Linked DNA regions of Columba livia: region 1 is linked to region 2. The links are chromatin contacts, called in public Hi-C maps. All regions are on one chromosome and are shown on one strand. The core of a region is the stretch at or near the end of the contact, and the rest is flanking DNA. Distances in the headings are between cores, read along the strand shown. Region 1 holds the start of FAT4 (FAT atypical cadherin 4). Region 2 has its middle 360 kb from the start of INTU.

Evidence for each region. A called contact is a pair of places that touch in the nucleus more often than the background predicts.
Region 1: a contact with region 2 is called in a Hi-C map of crop, with 4 times the contacts expected there. The contact joins the promoter of FAT4 here to the enhancer-like site in region 2. A contact is called at or near these places in 2 of 2 Hi-C or Micro-C datasets (crop and liver).

What each region holds. Positions count from the first base shown.
Region 1 is chr4:65,124,713-65,128,086 of bColLiv1.pat.W.v2, reverse strand. FAT4 (FAT atypical cadherin 4) reads left to right here and starts at 1,781. Exons shown (of 17, transcript XM_021292324.2): 1 at 1,781-3,374. The coding sequence starts at 1,935.
Region 2 is chr4:64,546,839-64,550,424 of bColLiv1.pat.W.v2, reverse strand. No RefSeq gene overlaps it. Among named protein-coding and RNA genes, the nearest start is that of INTU, 360 kb to the right of the region's middle. Within about 2 kb of position 1,629, at least 1 of the 3 cell types and tissues checked has an H3K27ac peak away from gene starts, as active enhancers do.

The sequences.
Region 1 (3,374 bases), core at 532-3,031, 580 kb before region 2:
AAAGGTCCCGGGAGATAACAGCGGTGACACGGGGTGGCCATGCAGGTAGGAGTGCTGGGCAACAGGCTGCCTGACCACACTGACCCTCCCAGCTGGCTGCGGTGCCCACCAGCCTGTAGCCCATGGGCATGTAGCTCCCCAGGCTGCTGGCTGCCAAATCCATCCTCTAAAGGAAACAGGGATTTGTCGGAGTTAATGGCCCGAAGTACCTCTTTGCATTAGATGACAATACCATCCAGGGACAGGAACCACCACTTCTTCCTTGCTAACTGCTTCCAGACAAGACTTCTGCTAATGTTTATTTGAGCTCCATTTTTTCATCATATCCAGGGGAACAGGGGAGAAAAAAGCACCTTTGACACCTTATCCTCACAGTAATGGATAGTGCTCTTCTCACAACTCCACATTACTCATACCATCTCCTTATTTCTTTTCCCCTAACGTCTCTCTTTTCTTATTTTTCCATGTTGAAAAATCCACTGCCAGGTTCATGAACTACAGCAGAAGGAAGGGCCACTAAACTCCCTATTTGATGGTTTGTTACGTGGCTATGATATATTTACTTTGCCAGCTCGATTGTTGCCTACAGGTTGGTTGACCACCATGTTTACATCCCTGCTTACGTTTAATGGTTGGTGAATTCAAAATTAGACTTTTGCTTCTACCAGGACTGCTGGCTTTGGGGACATCCCTACCCTTATGCTTGGCAGTGACTGCAGGCAGACAGGGTCAGGGCTTTTGGCTGACTTAAAGGCACTGCTTTTTCCGGATGAAAGAAAGCGCTGGCTCTTGGTCGGGAGGGTATCTCACCGAGACCACAGGATGCAGTTTTCATGGGATGCTTCTGCACCCGAATGATGCTTCACCTCTCCCACCAGGGCAGCGGAGGGGCAGCGAGGACCCCCCCCAGCCCCTCCGGCGGCCGGTTGCGGGGCCGAGCGGCGGGGTGCGGGGCAGCAGAGGGCGCTCCCGGCCCGCGCTTGGAGCACGGCGGCCGGGCTGGCGGGGGCGGCGGGTTCCGCGCTGCCCCGCACCGCGCCGCCGTTTGGGCTACGTGTACTTGGAAGTTTATCGCGGCACAGCGGAGCATCTTCCCGTGGATAAAACGCCTCGGCCGCCGCGCAGCCCCTGATTTCCTGCAAGATCTGCTTTAAAAATAAGACGCAGCTCCCGCCGCCACGTCCCTCGGTGTGGAGGGGCAGGAGCGCAGCCGCTACGCCCCAGCCCGACCGAAGGGTCTCCGCCGCCCCGACTCTCCCCCAGTCCAAGCCAACAGCGAACGCCTTTCGGCGTGGAGCTTCGTCTCGCTCCCGAGCCGACCGGACGGGCGACCTCCCCCGGCGGCCGCCTCCCGGTGCGCTGGGGCCGGGACAGACCCCAGGTGCCCAGGGGCCCCCGCCGGGCGGCCGGGGCGGGGCGGTGGGCGGGACGGCGGTGGGCGGAGCGGCCAATGGGAGGCCGGGGGGTAGCCTGTCCCGGGCGTCAAGAGGGAAGGGATCAATGAGCGCCGGGCAAAGTTGGGGCCGGGCGGCGGCGAGCGCCGCGGCCGTGGATTACAAACCCGGCGGCGCCTCGCGTAGCCGCTGAGCGCCCGGGCATGGTGGCGGGGCGGCGGCTGCTGAGGCGCGACGGAGCGCGGGGTCCCCGGCGGTAGCGGCGGCTGTTGAGCGGCGATGCGGAGCGGCGCCCCCGGCCGTCCCCCAGCCCCGGAGCGGCGGCGGCGGGAGGAGCAGCAGCGGCTGCAGCAACAGCAGCAGAGCGTCCCGTGAGCGCGGCGCGCCGGCGGGTCTGCCCCCGTCCGCGGCGGGGCAGGGGGAGCGGAGCCTCCGCGGGTGAGGAGGGAGGGAAGGGGCCGGGAGCGGTCGGGGCGTCTGTCGGGGGGAGGCGGACCCCCGGGGGTCCCCGCTCCGGGGCGCTGCCCCCACCGGGGCGCCATGGGCCGTCCCCCCGCCACCCGCGGGGCTCCGTCTCTGCTTCTGCTGTCGCTGCTGCTGCTGCCGCTGGGCGCCGCCGCGGAGCCCCGCCAGGTCTTCCAGGTGCTGGAGGAGCAGCCGCCCGGCACCTGGGTGGGCACCATCGCCACCCGCCCCGGCTTCACCTACCGCCTGAGCGAGCACCACGCCCTCTTCTCCATCAACGCCACCTCGGGTGCGCTGCACACCCGTGCCACCATCGACCGCGAAAGCCTGGCCAGCGATGTGGTGGACCTGGTGGTGCTCTCCAGCCAGCCCACCTACCCCAGTGAGGTGCGGGTCCTGGTGCTCGACCTCAACGACAATGCGCCTGTCTTCCCCGACCCCTCTATCGTGGTGACTTTCAAGGAGGACACGGGCAGCGGGCGCCAGCTTATCCTGGACACAGCCACTGATGCTGACAGCGGCACTAACGGTGTGGACCACAGCTCCTATCGCATTGTGGCTGGCAATGAGGAGGGGTGTTTCCGGCTCAACATCACCCTCAACCCCAGTGGTGAAGGGGCTTTCTTACACCTGGTTTCCCGGGGTGGACTGGACCGGGAGGCTACCCCCACCTACCAGCTATTGGTGCAAGTGGAGGACAAGGGCGAGCCCCGTCGGCGAGGGTACCTGCAAGTCAATGTCACTGTCCAGGACATCAATGACAACCCACCCATATTCAGCCAGACTCTTTACCAGGCAAGAGTGCCTGAGGATGCGCCTGTGGGGGCCAGTGTTCTCCAGGTGGCAGCAGCGGATGCTGATGAAGGCACCAATGCTGACATCCGCTACCGCCTGGAAGGAGGTGATGGTGGCGGTGGTGGGGAGGGGGCTGGCAGCCTCCCATTTGAGGTGGACCCTGAGAGTGGAGTGATCCGCATCCGGGAGTGCCTGGACTATGAGATGCGGCAGCAGTACTCGCTGACGGTGCAGGCAATGGACCGAGGTGTGCCGGCGTTGAGCGGCCGAGCTGAGGCCCTCATCCGCCTGCTTGACGTCAATGACAACGAGCCCCGGGTGAAGTTTCGCTATTTCCCAGCCACCTCCCGCTTTGCCTCCGTGGATGAGAATGCAGCTCCTGGTACCGTGGTGGCCCTGCTGACGGTGAGCGATGCTGACTCCCCTGCAGCCAACGGGAACATCTCTGTATCAATCCTGGCGGGAAATGAGCAGCGGCACTTTGAGGTGCACAGCAGTAAGGTACCCAACCTCAGCCTTATAAAGGTAGCAGCCGCATTGGACCGGGAGCGCATCCCAGCCTATAACCTTACAGTGGCAGTGGCTGATAACTATGGGGCCCCGCCTCCAGGATCCCCCACTTCTGCCTTTTCCCCTGATGGGGCGGTGGCAGCTCCTGTGAGCCGCTCATCGGTAGCTAGTTTGGTGATCTTTGTGAATGACATCAACGACCACCCCCCT
Region 2 (3,586 bases), core at 380-2,879:
GAATCAACTCTGGCAAGTTCAGCCTCAGAAGAAAACAGTTTCTCCAGGCTCTTTAAGTCTCTATTTTAAGCAGATCTAGGCCTTAATGAGCATTTTCTTGTGGTGGTGTTTGAGCAGTGTTGTTGTTGTTATAGAAACTTGTAGATATTTATTGCTGGTTTTGACATATTTGCAGTTTCCCAGTTACAGGATCATGCATTGCAGCTGCATATGGCAGAAGTTTATTCAGAAGCAAATTCTTTGTTACTAATAGCTCAGATTATAAGAAACCCCCACTTGTCATAATTTTCTAATTTTTCCTACAGCTGCTGATGGTCTATGAAAAAAGCATGAACACTGAAAATCAGTTTTAAAGTTTTATGTGTTGAAGTCTGACCAGTGCATAATGACTATGAGCTTTATCACAGAAGTCCGGGAGCCCAGCTGCCACTTCCCACTAAGCCAGTGCTCCCTGGGGACCCCAGCTGACTGATGGCAACCAAGGGAAGCCATCAGTCACTGCTGAAATCTGGCCAGTTTCCCTAATTCCCCCAACCTCACAGTTATCATGGGGTCTCTCTTGTTCCTCGGCTAATCAGGGTTTTACCACAGCATCTGTTTCTCAAGCTTTGAACCTCACCTGTGGAGAGCCGAATTTTTCTCCCACTTACACCCTTAAAATCAAAGCCATTCTGGATTTGGAAAGGGGAGCACATCTGCAGAATGTCTCCATTTAGTTTTTGGTGGTAATAATACGAAATGGGAGAGATCAGGTAAGAATGTCCAGGATCTAATCAAAAGTATAAGATGTCTTCATAGTCATTCAAAGGCCTAAGGCCATTTCTGAGCAATTTATTTGCAATCATTTAGGTGATTACATTTTTGGCCCTCTTTGGTTTTCACTCATCTGTTTACTTAACTGCGTGTTACTGATTAAAGGAGTCTATCCTATCACATATTACTCCTTGGTGAGCTTATCTTCATGAAATAGAAACTTTTTCTAGAGATAACAACAACTATAAGAAAACATAGTACTGATGGTTTTAGCTTACCCCCTTGGGCACGATGAATACTGAATATGTTCACTGCCATTGCAGGCACTGTGTGGGAAAAAGAATGCAAAAGGAATTTTGAGTGTGACCCTGGGAATGATGCCACAAATCATGTGCTCTCGAACATGTAAAGTGAGGACATTCTTCAAGAATAATCAAATCCATGAATGTTCAAACAGTCATAGCTCCAATCACAATTAGATTTCTGAAAGCACAAGGCCTCAAGCTCTGAGGCAGAAAAACCTCCAAATATTTGAGACTCAAGAAGAGCTCTTGAAAGCTGTAATAATTTTCTAGCATTTTGAAGGTGGGAATATGCCTTTTGACTACATCTCATTCTTCAGACAAAGGCTGTCTTCATGCATATTTGTTCAGCACTACTGTAAGGCAGCTTACAATAGCACAAAGGACAAGTTCTCATTTACAAATTGCTCAAGACAAATACAGATGGAGAGGGCATCAGTGTAGTCTTGCAAGAGGCAGCTGTATCGCTTACCAACAGCAAGAGACTTTGAGATTCACAGGCTCTTAAAAGGCTGTTGCTAACTGCTGTTTTACTTTCTTTTTACAAGCATAACAATGTGGGAGATGATGCTGCTGAAGAATCATGGTTAATTCCTTTTTTCATTAAGTCCTGCCTAGCTGAGGCAAGACCAGCTGTTTCAGAATAAACCAGGGGCAAACGTAAGCTGTTCTGCATGAAGCTTTAAAGGGCACTTCAGTCATCCTTTCACAGCAATCCAACCAGTATGATATTTCAACAACCTCCATTGAGTGAAATAGCTTAAAGTTTTCTTCCTTATCCTGCCTACAAGGAATAAATGGATGTGGAAAATGCAGATATCAGTCCTAGTTGAAGGGGGAAGCCCCAGCTTGCCCTATACTTATTATCTCAATTTCAGAGATATCATACTGTTGCTTATCTCCTCCAGCATCCAAGAAGAGTTTGGCTAGTGGTCTGCTCATTTATGGACCCATCATCTCTGTTTTTGCACAGCTCTCCAATCCTTTTTAGCTTCACTCAGCACCCTCTCACCTGACTCCTACAAATGTTGTGCAAAATGAAGCTACCACAGGGCAGTGAGTTAGGAGAACTACCATGGTGATGTTCACTTTTCCTCTTGCAAGGGAAGTCTCTGCAAGTACAGAGTGCTCTTTCCATATTCACAGTTTCTAGAAGGATAATGGTTTACATAATTGGATACCTCAATAGTTTTTATAGGTGTTGACAGAAAGATTCTTCCCTTTACAATAATATATATAATTGCTCACTTCTGGATTCAGCTGCAGAAAAATGGATGGGTGCCGACACCCATTTTTCATTATTTGTGTTCATGCCAGAATGTGTCTGTGGCTGAGCCTGGCTATGTAGGATTGACTGATATTGGCTATTACTCGACAGTTAGGGTAGACCAGGACAAATCACATGAAGCATCTTGCCATTTCACTACAACTAAAACTTATTGGAACCAGAACCAGTGCTGTATTAATGAATCCATATTTTTAATATTGTGGTATTGGAACAGACAACTTCCAGAAGAGGAAATGGGAAGCCAGCCATCAACCTCAATAAGACAGGGGAAGAAGTAAGTTTTCTGGAGAATCCTAATGAGGACACTGAAACAGTGGTCTATCAACAAGAAGATCTGCCAGTAGACAAAAAATAGCGAGGGCAAGACAAAAGGAGAAGGAAGTTTCAGGAGCATTTCCACCAGATTCCAAACTTCTTTTATTTTCTTCAACTAAGTGCAAGTGACAATTTTTTGCACAGAAAAATGAAATTCTTCCTCCCTCACAAATACCAAGTACGAATCCCTGGTTAGAAACATTTATTAATGCTCTTTTATGGGTACTTTGCAAAGAGACAATGAGAACTGAATACTCCAGACATGTGAACTGCAGACATGAACAGTACTTGTGTTACAAACAGCTAAAAATCTAAAAATCAGAAGGTAGGACAGCTATAAACTGCTGATTTTGTAACTATTTGAAGCTATTCATAAACCAGTTATTAATCATTTGTTAAACCCTAAGGTATGTTTACACTGCATATTTTCATTAATAAAGCTGTATAGTTCCTATGGCCCCAGCAATCAAAATTATTCCTCTTAAAATTAGGGTGCAGAGAAGAAGAGGTAGAGAATCACTCCATGAAGTACCCACAATGTGTGACATTAGAAAACAACCACTTTGAGAAAGCTACTGCCACACCATTATTACCTAGAAAAAGACATGTACAAAAACAGAGGAAAAGGGACAACACCTAATCTATACAGTCTGTCGGAAAATCATAAGACCTGCGTGTTGGCAGGCTGTCAAGCAGACAGAAGGGAGGAAGAGGAAGGGGCCAATTCCTGAGATAAGAAGCTTTCTAATATGAAAACCCCATAACCTGCCATGGAAAGCTTCACCTCAGGAACATCCAGTTGTACGTCCCAAAACTTAGTATGGGGTGAGAGGTTGTGTCTTAGATAACAGGTCCCAGACATGCTAGGATTGAAAGATAATCACCAACAGCTTGAGTTGCACTTGGATGAGAACAGGAAACTAGTGCA